3 separate regions of the Mus musculus genome follow, and regions 1 and 2 are each linked to region 3. A link is a contact called in public Hi-C data. All regions are on one chromosome and are shown on one strand. The core of a region is the stretch at or near the end of the contact, and the rest is flanking DNA. Distances in the headings are between cores, read along the strand shown.

Evidence for each region. A called contact is a pair of places that touch in the nucleus more often than the background predicts.
Region 1: a Hi-C map of muscle stem cells shows a contact between it and region 3, with 1.7 times the contacts expected there. The contact joins two enhancer-like sites. A contact is called at or near these places in 2 of 484 Hi-C or Micro-C datasets (cerebral cortex and muscle stem cells) and 3 of 115 datasets of contacts at active chromatin or transcription factors (astrocytes, differentiating embryonic stem cells and stem cell-derived neural progenitor cells).
Region 2: a Hi-C map of cortical neurons shows a contact between it and region 3, with 2.8 times the contacts expected there. The contact joins two enhancer-like sites. A contact is called at or near these places in 2 of 484 Hi-C or Micro-C datasets (cerebral cortex and cortical neurons) and 1 of 115 datasets of contacts at active chromatin or transcription factors (astrocytes).

What each region holds. Positions count from the first base shown.
Region 1 is chr7:72,538,482-72,541,746 of GRCm38.p6, reverse strand. No RefSeq gene overlaps it. Among named protein-coding and RNA genes, the nearest start is that of Gm39035, 230 kb to the right of the region's middle. Within about 2 kb of position 1,611, at least 65 of the 459 cell types and tissues checked have an H3K27ac peak or open chromatin away from gene starts, as enhancers often do. A contact at or near this core is called in muscle stem cells and stem cell-derived neural progenitor cells, where this site is marked.
Region 2 is chr7:72,591,033-72,594,001 of GRCm38.p6, reverse strand. No RefSeq gene overlaps it. Among named protein-coding and RNA genes, the nearest start is that of Gm36865, 230 kb to the left of the region's middle. Within about 2 kb of position 1,696, at least 27 of the 459 cell types and tissues checked have an H3K27ac peak or open chromatin away from gene starts, as enhancers often do. A contact at or near this core is called in cortical neurons, where this site is marked.
Region 3 is chr7:73,195,600-73,198,812 of GRCm38.p6, reverse strand. No RefSeq gene overlaps it. Among named protein-coding and RNA genes, the nearest start is that of Gm20083, 13 kb to the right of the region's middle. Within about 2 kb of position 1,627, at least 88 of the 459 cell types and tissues checked have an H3K27ac peak or open chromatin away from gene starts, as enhancers often do. A contact at or near this core is called in cortical neurons, muscle stem cells and stem cell-derived neural progenitor cells, where this site is marked.

The DNA.
Region 1 (3,265 bases), core at 362-2,861, 660 kb after region 3:
TTTCATGCACTTCAGAGGAGACTGGAGAGCATCCTTCTGACCAAACAGGCCCTTTGTTCTCCTCCCACAAGTGGTTCTCATTAAAAATGTCATCTCCCTAATAAATTGCCTTACTGCCCTTGCAGCTGGGCCTATTGTTTTCGTGGCTTTGTGCTCACAAGGACTCTCCCAGGGAACAGAAAGCAAGAGAAAACATGGGATGCTTTCCCTACCCTGTCTGCTCAGGATGTCTTCTTTTACCCTTTGTAGGTGGATGGCAACTTGTCTATCACTGGGGCTTTAGAATTCCCCTAATATTCACTATTTGGCCAATTGTCCCCGATCATGTGCTGTCACAGCTTAAAGAGTGCATGGTGGCCATTCCTGTCTGTGGATGCAAAGTGAAAAGTGAGAGTTTGGGGACTATATCCTCGTGGTTTGTATTTTTGCATGGAAATATCCAGTGTCCCGCATTTATTCCCTGACACAAGAAAATATGACACTGTTTTAGGGAAGGTAAGAAATGAAGATACTATATATGAAAACAGGAATTGGGGGAGTGGGTTTGCCTGTATGTCTCTGTGTGTAGGCGGAGGGCTGTCTAAGGATTCTCTTTAGGAGCCACACAACGGTTAAACATCTCCCCAGAACATTCAACTCCAATTATAGCTGAGACCCAAGAATTGCAAAAAATTTAATAGTTTGGGGTTCATATATTTGATCAGAATTAATCTTAACAATCAAGGGGGCTTGTAGTGTGTGTGTGTGTGTGTGTGTGTGTGTGTGTGCTTATCAATTTATTTTCCCACCTTACTAACTACCTCCTATTTTCTCAACTCCCCACAAACCTCTATCCACTAGCTCAGCTGGGGCTTTGCTCATCCAAACTCTTTTTCCCAGTTACTCAGTGTACCTTCCACATGTGACAGGAAATTAAAATTAAAGACCTCCTGACTTGGAGGGAGAGAGAGAGAGAGAGAGAGAGAGGGAGGGAGAGAGAGGGAGAATGAGTTGTTTTGCAGTGAGGTTTCTTTTATGATCTACAGGCTTCTTATGACTTATTTAGAACTTGGGGGGAGGGGGAGATACAATAGTCTAGTGGATAGGATTGGCACTTTGTCTCAAGCTGGATGGCTGGGCTAATTTAAGATGTAAGTTTCCACAATTTTCTTTATACCAAACATTAACATACACTGAAATTAATACCTCTCCCCCTCCAGGACCCTTTTGCAGAAAAGCAGAAGTCATTGAGGCCAAGGCTGACAAACAACTTGGCTAGTCGATTGTGTCTTATGCCAGGGCATCTGTTTGAAGATATCCTTTTCAGTCATCCCTCCTGCCTGGTCGGCCATCTCAGAGGCTCTGTGCAAACTTCTAGAGGGAGGAGGGTACCTGGGTCACCCCATCAGCCATCTACCAAAAGCCCTACAAATTCACAGACAAATCTCTAGCCAGACCCATCAAAACCTGTCTCCAGGCTGAAGCTCTGAGAATATGTGTGTGTGGAACATTTTCTTTTTAAATGCTTACACATGTTGCAGTCATTGAAAGCCCAAGTCACAAGGACAACAGAGGTACAGCATCTTTTCCTCACTTACACAACCAAGGGAGGCATTACATCAGACTTGCTGATTAAGACAGACCATAATGCATGAATCAGAGTTACTGCATGGATCAGAGTTTCCAAGGGAGACAGGTGGGGAAAGGCTTTTGTATCAAATCATAGACAAAAAAAAAAAAAAAAAAAAAAAAAAAAAAAAAAAAAAGAAAGAAAGAAAGAAAAGAAAAGAAAAGCAGAGAAGCAGACACATTGCTATATTTGTTTCTTCACATGCTTTTGTTTAGTCATCAACAAACCCTTAGCCTCTCCTATTAAGCAGATAGCATTTTAGGCTCTGTAGATACAGTCAGTGATGTGAATGGCAAAGGGTCTGTCCAAAGCAAAAAGTCAGTCATGGTAAGTGAGGCAAGCAATCGTGACAGGGAGGAATGGAAGGCCTAGCAATGATGGTCTGCAATGATCCTTGTAAGGAAGACATCTCTCATGAGCTACAGATTTGGCTAAAAGCAATGGGATATATTCTGGGTTCTCTAAGTACTTTGCCATTGATGCAATGTAACAGGGAAAGAACATCAAAACCCATGAACCTCCAGGAGCTGTATGACTAGGAAGATAGGACTTCACTATGAAGAACATCTGTGTATCCTTGGCTGTATGCACATGAGTAATATAGGCCAGGGCAGCCAGTATGCATTGTATGCTGGGGTGGAGGAGAGTGGAGAGGAAGCAAGTTATTTAGGTTTAGAAAATCTCACCCGGGCCTCAATGTGAGCAGGTTTCGGCATAAGGAAACTGGGATGACATGGTTTCCCTTACAAGTTGATGTTCTTGGCAACATCAAAACCAGAACACCATGAGTAGCATGCATGAGCTTCATTTATGTGTGAAGACTGAGGGAGCTTAGGTGGCTTCAGGGGGTCATTAGAGAATGTAAAGGCCCTAGCATGTCCTCTCTGCATTCGGAGTTACTGTGATACAAACACCTATGACCCCAGACTTCTCTTGCCGCTGATTCAGTCACTCTTCCACACCCCCTTTCTGTGATGGACTGAAACCATGAGCCAAGATATAATAAATCTACCTTCCCATAAGTTGTTTCTATCAGGTTTTGGGGTCCTAGCTGCACACACATGACCAATACAGTCCCTCATACACCTCGACTTTAGAGAGAATATTAACCACACTATGCCATAAACCTTGTCTCTTTACTGCTAAAAAAATGTTGATATCTGCATAGTGGGTTCCAAATCAATACTAATCCCTCTCTCTTGAATTACACACATGTACATGTACACAGAACAAATCTCAAACTCTCTAGTATCATGCAAACCTCTCTATCCTATTCTCCATGTTTATATGAAAATTTCAGTTTTCAATCAGCTGGAGACAGAGCTGAGCCCCTGCTACGTGCTTGTTGATTTACATTTGGAAATGGCATGTATTCTAACATCAGAGAATCTTGGGTTGGATACGAGGTACTGGACTTAGTAAACTTAGGTGAGCAGTTTAGTCTTTTGGTGTCTGTGCCGGTCCTTGAATGACTTCTGACCCACTAACCCTGGAGAGGACACAACTGTAGAAGAGTAGGACTGACCGTCCTGCCTCTAGTTCCTTGAATTCTTTTAAGGTTGCTGAAGAGCAACTGTTAAGGCATATGGCATCATTATACAAGTAGGGAATCAGTCCAGAATGGTTACATCATTTCCACACAGCTGTTCTTGCAAC
Region 2 (2,969 bases), core at 447-2,946, 600 kb after region 3:
CCACCAGCCTCACAACATGGAAGTATCAGGGACTGATGAAACACTCAGACACATATTCTCCTGGGGTATGCACCTCAAAGTCAAACCAGTACATTCTGTTAGGCAATCACAGTAGAGCCATTGCTTATGAAAAATCTTCATCATCACTGGGTTGGTAGCAACTTTGAGTGTCATATTTTTTGTCTTATTTCTGAGACGTGTTAGATTCTAAATGTCTATGGTATTAATAAGAATTCATTGTTACCAGCTCTAACCATGTAGAGAGTATCTTTTGACTACTATGAAACATGGAACCGTTATTTAAAACTTTCATTCCATGGGATCAGAATATCAAAGACTCTCTTAAGAATTAAAATGTGTTTCTCTATTCTGAGACATTGGGAGGACAGACGAATGCCCAGAAAGTACAGACACAAATGGGATGGCACCAGTCACAGCAATAAGGACTCCAGCCTACTCTATTTTTTCACATTGTAATAAATATTTTAATTACCATACCCCCTTTCTCTTATGTTTCTACTACTGTTTTCTATTGGTGATATTTATGACAGTTCAAGTTGGCATTGTTCCAGCTCCAGTTGGCATTGTTCCAATGTTTCAAAATATCAACACAGGAAATATTTAGTCTGGATGGTTCAGACTTTAGAAAGATTTTTTAAAATTTATGAGATATTTGTTGTACCTGCTTCTAAAAATGGAATCTATTTTCAAAGATAATGTATGCATAGAAAAACATGTATAGGAGTTAATGAAATTTCACAGACTAACCACAACTGTATAACCAGGTTGCCAATAACATTATTCTCAGCCATTTTTCAGTTTCCTGTGACTTCAAAAGGACTGGAGTTTATTTAAAGTTAAAAAAGATTACTTGTGCCTTACTAGATGGGGTTTTTCTAAAATTGACTCTATAAATAATATCCTGTGTTAGGTCATGGGTATTCATGGATTTTACTTGCCCAGAACCCACTCTTGCTTCTTATGAAAACTATGAAATTACAAGTGGAAATTACTCTCTCCTTTAGACAATTAGCGATTAGCATCCATGTGTTTCCTGAAAATAAGGAAAGATTGCGTTTCTGAGCTGTAACATATGGGTGCTCCTTCTGCACATCTCACTTTGCTGAGATGCTAAGGACAAAGCAAAATGATTGGCATTCACATCTCCTGGCAACACCATTCTCCAACGATCTCAGTAATGTAGGAACTGCTGTAGTTTCTACACCCAAGCTCTCCCACTCTACCCCAGGGTTCTCATACATTTTTGAACTACTTGTCTTTCCAATGAGTTACACTTTGGTTCTGATTATAACCAGAGGTTCTTTTTTTCTCTTTCTTACAACAAAACTAAGTGATATTTAGCATTAGCTGTTATTCTGCTAAAAATTAGGACATCATTCTCTCAGAAGACTATTCACTTTCATGCTTTTAAACGTGTCCATGATAGAGCATCCAAATTACTTGTTTTCTCTCCCCCATCTCCTTCCCTCATTTCCGTCCCTCCTTCTTGCTTTTCTCTCCTTTGTAATTCCATTAAGAATTTTGTAGCACATACACTTCGATATATCACTGATAGTTTACTGACCAGCTCCTGCATAGCATAGCCGTTGTTGGCAGTGATGCAGGATACAGCAGTGTGCATGAGACTGTATTATATGACTCCTTTGTTTGCATGAACAACTGATGTTCCTTATTTCCATGGGACTCGCAGTTGGCAGGACTGTGAGAAGTGACAGATGGTGCTGTCCTCCATCTCCGCCGACTCTCTATCCTCAGCCTACTTAGTTTCTGAGCAGGACAGATGAGAACAAGGTTCTTTGAGAACAAGAAGCAGGAAATGACCACACAGATCATTCATTATTTATTTTCACATTGTCTCTCTGATTACATTAAAGCATATTACTTTCATAATTTTAGAGAAAGTTAATATACTAAACTGTATACAAAAATGTTTACGGACACATTATTAGAGAGATTTACAGTAAAAAATGGATATCGTTTTCAGGAATAAAATATGTCAGGTTGTTAGCCATTGCTGTCTCCTTGTGACGATTTTATTTTTATTAGTCATAATTTTACATATTTTGTTTTAAGATAAACTTTTGTTTTTCATATCTATAAAAATTAATAAAATTACCTTAGATCTAGAAATAAGGATGTTTCATTTAGGAGAGAGAGTATGAGGCAGACTCACATCTGAATCTCTAGGCACTCAGACAGACTGGGACCAGGGCTACTCAGTTAACATGAGAATTCCTCTTCAAACCAAACGAACTCCTATGGCTTCTTTTGAACAATTTCTCTCACACTTCTGAATTCTGCTTGGTGTTGAAACACGTTAACTTGTTTTAATTTCTTTTTCATGAAGATCATTAAAGATAACCATAAATTTTCTCTTCTCATTCAAATTTTGACCCTAATGGGTTTTTTTTTTGGTTGTTTTGTTTTTGTTTTTGTCTTTGTTTTTTTTGTTGTTGTTTTTGTGTTTGTTTTGTTTTGTTTTGCTTTGTTTTTTGCTAGTTATAAAATCATTTTGCTAGCATTAAATAAGGTTCAGCTTCCTGCAAGGTACTTTCAAAGCAGGCTACCAACTCCCATTCCCTAAAACTTTGGATTTCTGATAGGCTGATCAGGGGCATGGGGTTGTGAAAACTGGTGAGCTTAATCTGCGTTAGGCATGGTATGCTACAAGGAAAACAAGATGATGGAGATGAGAAAAAGGAGAGAATTTCCTGGCTGATACCTGCCTTGGGAGAGAAGTTTTAATGAGGTGGTTGCAATGTTTCTTGTAGTGTCCATCTCTGTACATGCCCGAGACACCTACAATAAAGACTTGTGTTATTTTTCTCAAAGTGTTCTTACATTGGATTCATTTATTTTGAATGCTGAGTTCTCAATCTGACCGTGTGTTTAGACAGGACTATTGGGATAGTATTCCAGAACATTTCAGCTAGGATTGGGAGCTAAGA
Region 3 (3,213 bases), core at 378-2,877:
GGTGAGCTCTGCCAGCCTTCACCTCCCCAGGGCTGGGTCAGCATGCTTGGGTACCTCTTTCTGGCTTTTTCTGGTTTCTGAGAGTTGAAGTCAGGTTCCTGTGCTTGCAAGGCAAACAGAGTCATTTCCCAAGCCCCATTTGGCCATCATTGGAATAAAAGTGAAGGGGGGAAGAGTCTGTTTAGGATTACATTAACCTCTACTTTATTCTCTGGAAACTTAGTAAAGTTTGACCTCCGTGCCTCCCACATGACTCTGAGGGGTTTAATTCTTTGCTACGGCCTCGAATCTTGGTTACTTCCACTCACGGGCACCTTGCCTACCTCCCTGTCCCCTGTCACTTACAGAAAAGGATTGTCTGCCGGTAGCAAACCTTGTGTTGTGGTCAGGGCAAAGCTGCACGAAAACATACAGAGAGGCATTACACAGGGTGCTAGGATCGACTTGGCTGTCTGCCCCACTTTCATCAAGAGCAACCCGATTTCCTGCAGGCCAGGGAAGAGGGCTAGGCAGTGTTTATTTTATTGCAGTTTTAGTCTGTGTTGCCAGTGTTTCCTTCCAGCGCCAAATCTCTTAGATAGATTTCAGCATACCTGGCCTGTTATGTCAAACCCCACCTCCACACTGTGGGGCCACTGGTGAACTTCCAGGTAGGTACATGAGTCACTAGTCTTCCACCAGGGAAGACTTCATAACTTAGCAGCACACTGCAGTGGGAATAAGTTCATATCTCCCTGGGGTTATTTGATTGGATGGGGAAAGACGAACATTTCCCTTCCATACCCATGATCGAATGGAAGACTCCAGTTGAAATGAATGGATAAGGCCTTCCTTTGCAGTGGAAGTAGAGTGATGTGTCTGCTCACAGAGGTGCTACCATCCACTCCGTTACATTTGGCTTGCAGAGTTCAAGGTCTCAGGGGTGCCTCAGAATTCATTGTATCCTTTTGTTCACTACAGACTGGTCAATGGTCAGTGAAGAAATGTCCCTGGAAAGTCCAGGCAATGATGAGTGAGTTCTAGATGGTTCTAGGTTCTGAATTCAGAGACATGAATGCTAGACGTGTGCTGGCCACCTGTCTGACACGTGAATTGAGTTCTTGAAACACTCTAGGGCTCACCCGAGCACAGTGATCTGGGGAAAAGCCTTGCTTTTTCTAGTTTATTCTGAAAGCAGGGCTGTGGCTTTTGCCCTTGATCTATCTGGGTTGTAATCCAGCTCCCTCTTCGCCTGAGTTTGGACTTCTGGGCTTTTGGTTGCACGGAGATGCTTGTGTTAGTGGAAATGGTCCACTCACCTTGTACAGCTGGCTCAGAAAGAGGACTCAGATACAAAAGGCAATTTTGCACAGTATGAACCCAGTACATGCAAAGCCTGATCTGGCACCGTGCCCATCTGGCAACTCTCTTAGTGTCCTGCAACACCAAGGCAGAGCGACCCCTGATGATAGGGACAGAAGAGAGGCCCAGGACACTTGCGCATGCAAAGTGAGAACTGTCAACCCCAGAGCTGCACTCCCAGCCCCAGAGCAACTTCAGAGAGAGAATGAAGATCATTGTCAGCGTCCTCCCATGGGGCTCCTTAATCAGAGCTGGTAACTTTCTCCCACGTGTGCTCCCAGAGCAATGAACTGCTGTTGTTGGGTAATTAGTATCCTGGGCACAGCCAAGACGAGGGTACAGTGAGCGCCTTTGTCTCAGGCTCGTAAATTTCAACACAGGTTGGATGGAACAAAGGTCCAATTCATGTGGGAGACACCCCACATGGGATCGTGTGGACAGAGCCAAGGGAGAGACTCCCTGGCAGCCCCAAGGGTGAATGGTGAACGGGCAACTCAGGCAGTGGAGGGACACGGTGGATGCTCAGGGAGCCTTTGACTCTGGGAGGCAGAAGCTGTTCTGTGCAGTATGGCTGGGGGTAGGGGTGGGGGTGCGGGTGTGAGCAGTCTTTGCTTTGGCAATGCCATCTGCGGTGAGAGAATGCTCGAGAAGCCTGCTCTACAAAGGACCCAACTACATTAGTTACTTTTCTTGTTGTGGAAAGCAGATATCCTACAAAGAATAGTGTGAGGCTTGGCTATAGAGGTTTGCCACATCTGAGTGGTTAAGAAAGTAGGAAGTGGGCCTGTCCCCCAAATCTCCAGGGACTCACTTCCCCCAGATAGGTTCTACCTTCTAAACATTCCACAGCCTCCCTAAATATTACCACCACCTGGTAATCAAGGTGATTCAAACTTGTGAGCCCTCGGAAGATGTCTTACAGTATGGATTTTATAGAGAGAATTTCCCTTTGAACCAATATATGTTCAACGACTACACCAGGACCAGCAAGACAGCTCAGTGGTAAAGACACCAGTCACCAAGCCTGATGAGCTGAATTTGATCCTCAGGACCCACATGATAGAAGGTGAGAATTAAGTCGGGCATGGTGGCACACGCCTTTAATTCCAGCACTTGGGAGGCAGAGGCAGGTGAATTTCTGAGTTCGAGGCTTGATCCACAGAGTGAGTTCCAGGACAGCCAGGGCTACACAGAGAAACCCTGTTTCGAAAAACAAAACAAAACAAACAAACAAACAAAAAAGGTGAGAATTAAATTCTATAACATGTGTGCACTCTAGCATATGCACGTGTATGCACGCAAAGTATGGATGTGTGTATATACAAATAAATATAACAAACTATTTCTATATTTTTAAAAATATGTGTCTGAAATACAATTTGCTATGCATATAATATGTTTTGTCTGTTTCTTGGGGGAGGTCTTATGACTAGAACTACTATTCGTTGGTCCATTTTTGGCACTTGTATGTGAGTATGGTGTGTGTACATGTGTATATGCATGTTTGCATGAGTCTGAGTGCACGTGTGTGGTTGTGCATGCATGTGTATTTGTATATGAGTGGAGGCCCAAAATTGACATCAAGTTGTTCTTGATGGCCCAGAACCTTATTCACTGAGACAGGGTATCTCATTTGAACCCAGAGCTCACCACAATGACAATCTAGCTAGCTTTGCATGTTCTAGGGATTCCCCATCGCATCCTTTCAAGCCCTGGAATTACATGTGTGCCACTATACTCTATCTACCTGGTACTTTCCTGGCTTCTGGGGATCTGAGGTCTGGCTTTCATACTTGTGCAGCAAGCACTTTATGCCGAGTCCTCTCCCTAGCCCCTACTTGTGCTTCTTACGTGTGAAGCACCATGATGGAC